Regions from separate parts of the Rattus norvegicus genome. Here region 1 is linked to region 2. The links are chromatin contacts, called in public Hi-C maps. All regions are on one chromosome and are shown on one strand. The core of a region is the stretch at or near the end of the contact, and the rest is flanking DNA. Distances in the headings are between cores, read along the strand shown. Region 1 has its middle 73 kb from the start of Capza2. Region 2 overlaps Tes (testin LIM domain protein).

Region 1 (5,791 bases), core at 1,820-4,319, 500 kb before region 2:
ATTCTGTTTGGGCAAAATAGAAACAAGCAAGTCTGTTTTATGAGGACTTTAAGTATTTAAGTACTTAAGTAAGTCATATGAAGAGTACTAGTCTGCAGGGGTGCTTAACTGGCAAGCCCCTAGAGCAGCCATTCTCAACCTGTGGGTCGCGACCCCTTCACAGATATCCTGCATATCAGATATTTACACCACGAATCATAACAGCGGCAAAATTACAGTTATATAGCAATGAAAGAATTTTATGGTTGGGGGCCACCATGACCTGAGGAACTGTATTAAAGGGTGGCGGCATTAGGAAGGTTGCTCTAAAGGGCAGGGATAATTGCTCTTATCCTAACTTTTGCATATGGTTCATATCCTGAGTGGATACTTTGGGTCGGAGTTCAAAGTCACCAAGGTTTAGAGAAACCTCTGCTGTGTTGAGCTCCCGTTGATTCATACGTAGTTGAAGGATGGGCTGGCACATCTGGTTTCATCTGGGCCCCTTCCCAGGGTGGAACATTTCTGGATTACCATACAAAGAGTTTCAGCAGGAGTCACTCTGGAGAGCTAGGCTGGAAGGAGGGAGACAGTGGTCAAAGGCTATTTTCTGTCCTCTTTATAGCATTTGGCCCAGTTGTTGCTGTTGTTGTTGTTATTATTGTTTTACCATGAAGATCTATTTCATAATACAAACAAACAAACAAACAAACAAACAAACACAAACAGCACAAAAGACTGAGGCAGAAAATTTAGGGCTGGGTTTTGAAGCAGGCAGGTGATGTAATCAGGTGTATGATTTTGACAGCTGTTTTTTTTTTTTTTTTGTCTTTTGGGGTTTTTTTGCTTTTTGTTTTGTTTTGTTTTGTTTTGTTTTGTTAGTTAAAAGGAGAAGATAAAACACAGTGGGCAGAATCGAGGGGTCGACCACTGTAATAATCTTGGACTTCTGAACCAAGTACAACTAGAAGGCATATTGTAAAGCTCATACATAGTATCCACATTGTCCTCATATCAACGTGTTTAAGATAAAAACCCATCCAACTATAGACATTTCATATGCTTACCATAGAGGGACTTATGTTTTTCTTTTTTTCTTTTTTTTTTGGTTCTTTTTTTCGGAGCTGGGGACCGAACCCAGGGCCTTGCGCTTCCTAGGCAAGCGCTCTACCACTGAGCTAAATCCCCAACCTCGACTTATGTTTTTCTTAACAGTTTATTTATTTATTTTTTTTATTTTTTTATTTTTTAGTGAACTATTGACTTTATTGGCATAACTTACAGGAACATGGATGACTCAGTGAAAGATGTGTCACTAAATAGCATTCTCCATCATTAATAGCAATGAGGGCTCACAAAGCTACACCCTTGAAACTTGTTTGCAGCTCCCCGAGTCATAAATGTCAGCTTTCCAAGACTTGTAAGGTTTACTTCCTGAGTCACACGAGCCTCTTCTCCTTATAGAAATGGATGCTTCAATTCAGAGGAAGTGGAAGTTAACAGAGCTGTGTTCCCTCCCTGCCTAAGAAGCTCGTGCAGCAAAGCTACAGACAATAGGATTCAATCTAGGACCTGAAGTCACAATCAGAACAATATCTTAGCCATCAAACAAAAATCAATGAAATTTGGTTTTGTATTAATCATGTTTTTTAAACAGGCAAAATAAAATACGTTATTATTTGAAGCTCTAGAAGAGATACATTTTGCTTTTATGTGAGCTTTAAGTGAAAATCTCAATTTTAATGCTCATTATAAGAACTGCATCTGAAAAAATAAAGTACTTTATCTGTTTGTTAACAGTTTATTTTAAATATTCCATAAATACTCATATCCACAGAGTAAAATGATGGGACAGATGTATAAAAGACAGTAACTTGTAAAGCATATGTATTTTCTGAATCACAGATTAATAATAATAATAATAATTAAAAAACCACAGTGTGACACATGCTGCTTTGGCTTACTCCCCCCCACCCCTATGAATCAACCAGTCCTGATTTTTTTTTTTTACTTTCCATCATTTTAAGCATTCATTTACTAAACTAACAGCATTTCATTAAGCGAGACTAATCCCTGAGAGCATTACCTTAGCCCATTAGCTTCCAGACAGGGCATTTCCTGGGATGAGATCATTATTCTTATTACTATTTATTCTGTTATTTTATTCTGTTTATATATTAAGTTCATCTTAGAGAAAATATCTGCATTGCTAGTTCTAACAATGGACATTTTCTTTCTGAAACATTTGGGTCAGCGATTTGATGCTTCTTCACCCAGGTGTTCCCAGAGACCCCCGTGGCTACCACAGAGGCTCTTACTCTTACGGCATAACAAATTAGAAACAGCTCTGCAGAAAGCTGGCACTGTGATATCTGGGTAGTTTTTCTTTACTGCGACTTCTGAAATTATCTCTGAGGATCATGTGACTGAAGTTGGGTTTCTTGGGGGCCGGTTTCACAAAGGTCCCTCGTTGGGTGTTTCTCCTTTACCACTGAGGAGTATGGTGGCTGTTTAGTCACGGTCGTGACGGAGAGAAGGCTTGACTTTAATGGAAGAAGCAGATGTGAAGGTAAGGACTTGGGCTGGCGGAGGGCACATGGCTACTTCCCCGCACCCGGCATCAGAGACAGAGCTAGAGACGCAGCCCAGGGGTGGGACTCCGAGATGCCATGTGCTGAGCCTCAGATTTGATTCTGAACACTGAAAAAATAAGGAAAGAGAATAGAGTAAGCAAAACGAAAACTAAAACAAATTAAGATAAAATAAGAGACAGACAGCAGACAGGCATAAAACCACTGAAAAAATTAGGAGAAACCACAGAAAGGTAGATGAAATATGGTACTAAAGAATTCCAGTCTGCCCAATAAAAATAGGAACTGATATTATGGCTCCTGGACCATAACCGAGGAACACAAATGGTTTGGGGGTAAAAACAATTCTGACATGTTTGGATGCCAAAAATTTTTTTGAGTTGATCTCTTTTGGCCTGGTAAGATTTTATGCATTTTTATAGTTCCAGCCAAGTGGTCTAAGGATTACTGGATGTGTCTGCCAGCCTGGAGCTCTGTGTTAGCACGAAGAATGTTCTCGTCTCACAGTGAACAAGTAAACGAATGAAGACAAAGGACTGCTTCCCACAGAAGGGATGGAAATTAATCGTCATCTAAGTCTTGAGCTGGTGCTCCAAAACAATGTGGGATTATTATTTATTTAAAATTGAAATTTCTGTTTATTCATGATGAAACATGGCCATTTTCTTCTCATTTTACTTCTTCAGTGCCACCTGAATAGCATTTGAAACTTAGTTTAGCTGGTCCTTTCACTGATAGCCTCTTCCTCTCTCTGTCTCTCCTTGTCTCTCCTTGTCTCTCTGACACTCACTCTCTCTCTCTCTCTCTCTCTCTCTCTCTCTCTCTCTCTCTGTGTGTGCGTGTGTCTGTCTCTCTGTCTTTCTTTCTGTGTGTCACTGTCTGTCTCTGTCTTTCTTTCTGTGTGTCACTGTCTGTCTCTGTCTTTCTTTCTGTGTGTCACTGTCTCTGTGTGTGTGTCTCTGTCTCTGTCTATCTCTGTCTCTCTGTCTCTCTGTCTTTGTCTCTCTCTATGTATCTCTGTCTCTCTGTGTGTCTCTGTATCTGTCTCTCTGTCTCTCTCTGTCTTTCTGTCTCTGTCTCTGTGTCTGTCTTTCTGTCTCTGTCTCTCTGTCTCTCTGTCTCTCTGTCTCTCTGTCTGTCTGTCTGTCTCTCTCTCTCTCTCTCACACACACACACACACACACACACACACACACACACACACACAAAGTGGTGAATGTCTCTGTAAGCATCCACATGTGCTAGTTGGAGGTTAGATGTTGGCATTAGGCCTCTTCCTTTACCCCTCTCTGCCTTGTTTTATTTGAGGCAGTCTATTACTGAGCCCCCAGAACTTACCTATTAACTAGATTGGTTGACTATAGAGCCCCAGGATCCTCCCATCTCCAACCCCCCCCCAAGCTGGAATTACAAATATGCATTGTTAAGCCTAGGCATTATGCTTTTTTATTTTTTCAAGAATTCCATACGTTAATACTGTATTTGTATAACTATACTACTCCCTCCCCTCACTCCCTTTTACATTTATGACCTCTTCTGTAACTATTGTCTGACACACACGCACACACACATGCACACATGCACGCATGCACGCACACACAAACTACCCAGTCCATTTACTGCTGCTTGTATGTACAAGTGTTTAGGACTGGCCATTCGGATTAGATAAACTCTTGGGGAATCCAAGGCCTTTTTAAAACATGGGTGCTAGAGATTTGAACTCAGGTCCTCAGGCTTATGCAGTTAGCACTTCATCCACTGATCTCTCTCTAGACCCCCTATTCCTTATTTTTTTAAACCACAGCAATAATAAAGGATGAAGAGATATTGTTTAGATATTAATTATGCATACTATTATATAGATCATACGAGACAGTGGAAAAGGGAATACTGGGGTGGAACAGTTCAAGGGTACACGTGAGGAGTGGGATAGGGAGAAGGGGGAAAGGAGAGGAAGCAGGGGAGGTTTCAACCTAAGCTATACAGGAAAATGTTATAAGGGAACCTGCTACTTTGTATGGTAATCCAAAAATAAAATACATTATTATAAATAAGTAAAATGAAAAAGGTAATTCGCATGAGCCTTCTGAATCCACATTTTTTAACAATAAGAAAAACACATTCACCGGAATAATTTTTAAAGCATCCAGTGAAGGAAAGAGAGTGAGGGCAGACAGTCCTTCCATTTCAAGCATTTGTTCAGTATTTGCCTTGAAGCCAACACAGCTCTAGCTGGTTGACAGGGCAGTCAGCCCGGCTAATGATGGGTTTTCATTACCATAGGTATGCTTTTGCAATTTTCCTAGATTTCTGTTCCAGGGTCACATGGTAAGTCAATAGTAGTTATAAACCTCTCAGCGTTGTGATCAATACCCTTTGGCTGATGTAATCTAGACCTTTGCCGTGATTTACAACAAAGGACAGTTTGGGCAGCCTCTGTTTTATTACCTTCAATTCACCAACTGAAATATTTCACTGGCTATGACTGAAGTTCTTTCCATTTTTGTGATAGATAGGGAATTAAGATAGTCCAGAAGAAAAAGGTCAGGTTTGACGAGGGAAACCAGCAGTAGGTGTTGTTTCCTCTGAGGCACAATGCCCTCATGCCTTTCTGTGTCACAGCATTATCTCACGTGCCAGACAGAGTCGTGTCTGTGTAGCTCCCTGTGTGTAGTCATCTGGATGGAGAAGGATGCCCATGAAGTATTCCTTAGCTTCTCAGCACATGATGTGCATCAGAACAACCCAGGGCATAAGTTACTCTGCCGGAACCGGAATAGTCAGTAACTACTCACTTGAGCGAAATAAAAATATTAACAATCTTTAAGCTGTGGGGGCTGTGACTCTATCATTGGCCCTCAAGCGAAATTCCTAGAATTTTATATGAATTGTTATTTTCCATGTCTTTTGTGGATCCCAGGTCTGAAGATTAAACAAGAGAAAAAGGAAACCAGCCATTGTCAGAGTGGCAGGGAGTAGTGGGAGCTTCAGAGAAACATGGTGGGCTGGTGTCCTTCAGGCGTCCTGCCCTGGAACAAAAGTGCCACCACCTGGACACTGTTTTGTCACGCTCTCCATTTGCACACTCACTTTCCCATCTGTATGCTCAAGGATGAGAAAGAATCAGATGAAGGTTCGCAGGTAAACATCTGTAAGGTCCTTTCAGAGCAATCACAGGCTACCCTTTATGTGGGCTTTTGTTGTCCAAGACTAAAGATCAC
Region 2 (6,650 bases), core at 3,516-6,015:
CTGAAAGAAAGGCCATCCAGAGAATGCCCCACCCGGGGATCCAATCCATATACATAGTCACCAAACCCAAACAATATTGTTGATGCCAAAAAGTGCATGCTGACAGGAGCCTGATATAGCTGTCTCCTGAGAGGATTTGCCAGATCATGACAAATACAGAGGCAGACGTTCACAGCCAACCATTGAACTGAGAATGGGATCCCCAACAGAGGAGTTAGAGAAAGGATTGAAGGAGCCGAAGGGGTTTGCAACCTCATAATAATACCAACCAAAGAGAGCTCCCAGGGACTAAACCACCACCCAAAGAGTACACATGGATAGACCCATGGCTCCAGCTGCATATATAAGAGAGCATGGCCTTGTTGGGCAATAAAAGGGAGGACAAGCCTTTGGTCCAGCCAAGGCTCGATCCCCCAGTGTAGGGAATGTCAGGGCGGGGAGGTAGGAAGGGGTGAGTGGATGGGTTGGTGAACACCCTCATAGAAGAAGGGGGAGGGGAGATGGGATAGGGCATTTGTGGATGGGAACCAGGAAAGAGGGTAACATTTGAAATGTAAATTAAAAAAATATCCAATTAAAAAGAAAAAGAAATGTCTACCAAGTGATTTTTTTTTTAATGCAGCCAGGGAGAGTCTTGAGTTTTCTAAGAAGTTACAGACAAACTCAGAAGGCAAGTTCTGATGTGCCAGGTCAATTTGAGACAAGGACTTCAAACTGTTCTTGGGTGGTGGTGTCTCTTTGGTTACCATAGTGAAGTTGGAAGAGCTTAAACACTACGTGTTACAAATTGCTTAAGAATGACTCAACCCTGAATCTCTTGCCTTTGGTGAAATTCATTTGAAACACTTGAGTGAATTTAGAAATCTATGCTTAAAGACCAGTCACTGTGGTACAGCCAGGGCTTATTAAAGAGAAAATCTATAGTACCTTGTTTAAAAATAAATAGTAAGCGCCCACCTCACAGGGGCAGCACCGTAGACCTAGCCTGGTGGCTCTGATACAGAAAAGCTGGTAGGATCACCAACTACAACCCAGGCCCAGATTCTAGGCTTTGAGTAGACCCTACCTCAACGTCTACCCCATCTATGAAACGCTGGATTATGGGAAGAAGACAATCCTGTAGATCCAAAGCTACAGAGTTTCTATGACACAGGCCAACAACAGGATATCTGAGAGGAGTTCCAGTGAGGATCCAGTATTGAGGGTATGACAGAAGCCAGAGGCCTCCAACCAGACTCACTGCAATGAACATTTGGAAGTAAAGATGTTTGGCCAAAAGGGTATCTTTGTGACACATTGTGATACACTGCAGCTTCCCCTGTGAGATGGTTTTGTCTTGGGATTTTTTGTTTGTTTTGATTGTTTTATTTTTAATTTAGGGTTTTAATTTTTTAATTCTTTATTTTGTTCTCTTTTTGGAGGAGGTTACAAGGATAGAGAAAACCGCATGGGACAGATGATATGAAGGGATGGGGAGATGAGTGGGATTGAAGTGTATGGTGTGAAATTCACAATCAATAAAAAGTGAAAAACAAAGAAATGATTAAAAAAAAATGCCCCAAATGTGAAGGCCAGTAAGCTACCTGAGGAACTGGGGTTCCTTAAGTGGAAGTGAATGAAAATAACAATAATAAAAACCAAAACACCAATTTCTCAAAATCATATGTATACCCAAGGTTATACAATTGTTCTATTTAGAGATGAACAGTGTACATGCAGCCTCCATGAAGGAGTTCATGATCAATAAGTATTAAGCATCATCTCTCATGAACAATGTGCAGAAGCTGATGCTAAGTCTGCATCTTCCTTTGAATTTCCTAGACCCCCACCTTCTCTTTCCTCACAGAACTCTCTGCTCTTGAGTTCCCACTGCTGTTCGGGGTCCAGGAAAAGCAGAGATCACTGTCATATCTTTTAATATCCAAGGTGGTGACTTTTGTGGAGAGAGAGGACATCTCCAGTCTTGCCCTAAGTACCAGCAATGGTTCTATGCTCTCTCCTGAGAGCATTTTGCTTCTGTTCACTGCAATGATGTGACTGTCAAATTCATGCTCTACCAAACATAAAAAACTCTAAGTTCTGCTTCTGAGAAGTGAACTAGAATGAGACTCTAATGAGAAAAAGAATTGAAAGAGCTTGAAGGGGCTTGCAACCCCATAAGAACAACAATGCCAACCAACCAGAGCTTCCAGGGACTAAACCACTACCCAAAGACATGGACTGACTCTGGGCTCCAACTGCATATGTAGCAGAGAATAGCCTTGTTGGGGCACCAGTGGAAGGGGAAGCCCTTTGTCCTGCCAAGGTTGGACCCCCAGTGCAGGGGAATAAGGGGGATGTATAGGGCGAATACCCGTATGGGGGAGGGGAGAGGAGAGAATGGGGGCTTATGGACAGGAAACCGGGAAGGGGAAGAATGTTTGAAATGTAAGTAAAGAAATATATCTAATAAAAAATTGAAAAAAGAAAAAGAATAGTATTAATCTATCAGTGCCAGGTAATTATAATTTAAAATAATGTTCTATATTGTTCACATTTGGAAAAAGAAACACACAAATCCAAATTTAAAATTTCAATTTTCTTCAACTTCCATGGAAGTTAGTGTTGGCTTTTGTAGCAAGAGAACTCTTAGTCACGGTGGAAAATGCCTCTGCTGCTGCACTGGTCAGCTGCCTCCTCTAGTCTTTTCTTACTGCTTCTACAGCAGTGGTGTTCAACCTTCTGAACGCTGTGACCCGTTTAGTACAGTTCCTCATGTGATGGTGATCCCAACCATTATTTCCATTGCTATTTCACTATAATTGTGTTACTGATATAAATTGCAATGTAAATATCCATTTCACATAGTCTCCTAAGACCCAGTGGGTTGAGAACCAGTGTTCTAGACTCTCGAAGAGGTCTTATTTCAGATTCCTCAGACTTGTGACATTCTTTACCTTCTTCAATCTCATGAGGGTCTTTCTTTCCTTAAGGGAATGTTTCTATTGAGAGGAAATTGATGTGCAGCAGGATATCCTGAGTACTAGAGGGAAACATAATCAGAAGGAATAAGCATCATATTCTTTGATAAGATAAAGTAATGCGAAAGCCTATTTCTTACAGCCACTTAGGAAGAAGGACCTTTAACTGAAGGATTACTTCCACCCAATTGGCCTGTGACCATCTGTGAAGTGCTTTGTCATTAGTATTTTTCTGACTTGTGTGTGAGGCATTTTCTTAATTGCTAATTGATGTAGGGGGGCCCTAAGTGTGCTCGAACTGTGTAAGGAAGCTAACTGACCAGGCCAAAAGGAACATGCTGGTAGAAACATTTCTCCACTCTGTTTCAGTTCCGCACTCGTAGGTTCCTGCCTGAGTTTCCCTCAATAAGGGATTCTAATCTATAAGCCAAATGTCCCCCTCCTGGAACTGTTTATGGTACTGATGTTTATCACAGCAACGGAGGCAAACAAGGTCATCAGCTAACAACAGACATGTCCAAGTATCTTGAGCACTTTTGAGCCAAGGAGGCCATGACCTTGTACTACGAGGACAAAAGAACTTCTGAGGGGAGAGCCAGGCCTGGTGGATCTACACCACGCCCACCTTTATTGTTCCATGATAGATACATGTAATTGTTCTCTTAGTGAATGACGCTTAGTGCCAGCCTTATTCTGTCTTAGCCATAGGGACAGCCAGGATGACTGTGGTGGTGTGAAGAGTCCATTCCGCTTTAGGCTCACTTTGCCAATGTCGGGGAAAAGTATTAAACTTCATAGTCAAAATGGACTGGAAAGTATGTGCTACTATTTAAGGCAAACCAAGGCAAAGAGTAGAGTGATGTGTATCTCACCAGGATAGTGTCAACACTGCTCTGTGTGCTCAAACTACAAAGGTACTTCTCACCATGGAGGAACCAGAAAGCAGAGGGGACGCAGTGTGCTTGTACTTGTAAGTACTTATGTACTTACTCCATGTGTGTGTGTGTGTGTGTGTGTGTGTGTGTGTGTGTGTGTGTGCGCGCTCGCGCGCACGTGCGTGTGTGTGCTTCTTACACCAACAGCGCAGTACTCAACAGTAACTAAAAACAAAACAAAACAAAAAAAAACCCAAACCAAACGTCCTGAGAATGTGTCAGAAAAACTAAACTTACTAAGACACAAAAATTCACTTGGTGGGGGTGCAATATGCAGGATGTGTGCCCAGCATGCACAAAACTCTGAGTCCAACCAAGAGACAGCATAAATCTAGGGTACACTGGTGCAATCCCAGCACTTAGAGAAAGACTTGAAGATGATCAGAAGTTCAAGGTCATTTTGTCTTGTAGTGGTTTTGAGCCATCCTAAGATACATGGGACCCTATCTCAAAAGAAAACAACCAACCCAGTTTCAGATTGAAGAAACACACACACACACACACACACACACACACACACACACACACACTCCCCAGAGTCCGCTAATAATCTAGAATCCAGCCCAAAAAACACCTAGGAAAATTTATAAGATCCTATTTATAGCTAGGCACAATGGGGCACACTTGAAATCTTAAAACTTGGGAGTCTAATGCAGAACTGAGCGTGTGAAGTAGGCTAGCCTGGGCTACCTAGTGAGACACCGTCGCAAAAAGAAGGAAAAAAAAAACAGAAAAAAAAATTTCTTCTCAAAACAACAAAGAAATGAAACACTTGACTCGTTTAAAGTTTAACTAAAAGAATGACAGGCTCCTGAATGACCTAAGAATTACTAGAAAGTCCTGGTTTAAATCTTTATGAAACCACTCTCTCTTTGTCTGCAATGAGAAATCCAATCTGTCTGCTGGATCAGCAGCTGCCTTTACTTTTGTCAGGGGAATTTTTTGCTCTTGGAGACAGCGCCCCCTGCTGTACACGATACTTAACTGCAGAAGGATTTTTCCACTCAACAAAAAGGACATAGGAAGACCATTATTAAAGTGAAAGAGGCTTTATTTTCAATATCATATAAGTCATTCCATTTAATATTTATAGTGCATAGTTATGTATGAAAGCATACACGGAAAACATTAAAAAATACCCAAGGATGCGCGTGCACAGGCAAAGAAGACAGCCTTTGTGTCTATAGCAAGCTCAGAGGTAGCACAAGAGAGTATCCATCTGGTAACATTGGAAATCATGCAAACAACTGAGTCAAGGCATGGCATTAAGGTGACATCAGCATGAGTTATAATTCCCTGGGTACAAAACCTATATATTCTTTGGGTTTCAAAAAAATTAAATGAATGGCCTACTTTTATCTTCTGGACAAAAAAACAAAAAAAAAAAATCTCTAAGAGCAAAGTGCACATATTGTCCTAACCACATACATATAAAATATTCAAGGCCACAGATGGAGGTCGCTAGATGACAAAAGAGGATACTGAGAGGTAAAGTAACCAGAGAGAGATGCAGGAGGGAGAGGCCCCTCTGCCTCCATGGGGGATGCAAAGGCTTAGGCACTGGAACACCCAACGTGGACCACACTGCCTGCCACAAGGAACTCCTCACTGAGCTGACGTCACCATCATCAAACCGCTCGACAGGCGGTTGTAACTTCCTTTACATTTCCCATGGGGGACAAGCATGGAAGTTAAAATGTTCATCTCTCCCAGGACACTAATTTTAAGTGATTTTATATATATATATATATATAATATATCTAGCACTAGGAGTATGCGGTTATAAGGATTGATTAAATTCAAGCTTCCAACTCAAATATTTAATGTGCAGAAATAAAAGCTATAATTCTTTACTGTTTTTTTTAAATCATGCGCTTAAAGCAGTCATTTAAAAATAAGACAGACAAAATTCATAATGGTTAAAAAGAGAAAAATATTGGACAAAATCTTCCGGTTCGTTATGTAGCTTTTTTTTTTCCTTTTATTTTTTATTTTTTTTTTAAACTGCAGTTTATCATGAAATGCAGGCCACTGTAGACAGCTATGGCTCAATACTGCTTGGTGTTCACTCAGGACATCATCTTCTTACACTCCACAGAACAGAAAACCATCCCTTCCACAGGCATGAACTTCTGCCCGATCAGGCACTTGCTGCAGCAGGAGCAGAGGAAGCACTCCGTGGACGCGTGCCAGCTGAAGTTATTGTACGTCACTCGCTGCACTTCCGGGTCGATGGCATTGTGGCACCCTTGACACACCTGCTCGGGGATGAATGGAGAAGAGGGTTAGAGACAGCGACATCTTTGTGAGACACTGTGCCGACGGGGCCCTGTATGCTGAGTGTGCCGAGAAATGGCAGGTGACGGACAGGGTGGGAGTGCGGTCCGTAGATGTCCCTCAGGGTGTAAATAGGAAGTTATGATGGCAAATCCCAAAGCACCGCACTTGTTTCCAGTCAAATTTTAGTAGATTTCACCGAAACAATTAGAAGGAATCTCTAAGACTGTTTTCCCGCACTCATTAACGCTCTGAAGTGGTAACATCACTAGGATGTGTCATGCCTAGGACACTGACACAGGTGACTGTTAACACCCACCAATTTCAAGAGAGTAGTAAACTAAAGTCATGCTCAAAATAATTAAGGATTTGAATAAAAGTACAGACAGTATTTGAAAACGAATGAGGGGTTCACACCATAAATATAACGTGTAGTTAATCAGCTTCTGTTCTGTCCTAAGTTTAGTCATCGTTTATC

The links. Hi-C and Micro-C count contacts between places; a contact is called where the count stands out from the background.
Region 1: a Hi-C map of the A7r5 cell line shows a contact between it and region 2, with 14 times the contacts expected there. The contact joins two enhancer-like sites. A contact is called at or near these places in 12 of 12 Hi-C or Micro-C datasets (the A7r5 cell line, the Rat2 cell line, Schwann cells and 7 more).

Annotation. Positions count from the first base shown.
Region 1 is chr4:46,867,684-46,873,474 of GRCr8, reverse strand. No RefSeq gene overlaps it. Among named protein-coding and RNA genes, the nearest start is that of Capza2, 73 kb to the left of the region's middle. Within about 2 kb of position 3,069, at least 4 of the 93 cell types and tissues checked have an H3K27ac peak or open chromatin away from gene starts, as enhancers often do. A contact at or near this core is called in the A7r5 cell line, where this site is marked.
Region 2 is chr4:46,368,061-46,374,710 of GRCr8, reverse strand. It overlaps Tes (testin LIM domain protein), which reads right to left. Exons shown (of 7, transcript NM_001039344.2): 7 at 4,929-6,153. The coding sequence ends at 5,965. Among named protein-coding and RNA genes, the nearest start is that of Tes, 40 kb to the right of the region's middle. Within about 2 kb of position 4,765, at least 4 of the 93 cell types and tissues checked have an H3K27ac peak or open chromatin away from gene starts, as enhancers often do. A contact at or near this core is called in the A7r5 cell line, where this site is marked.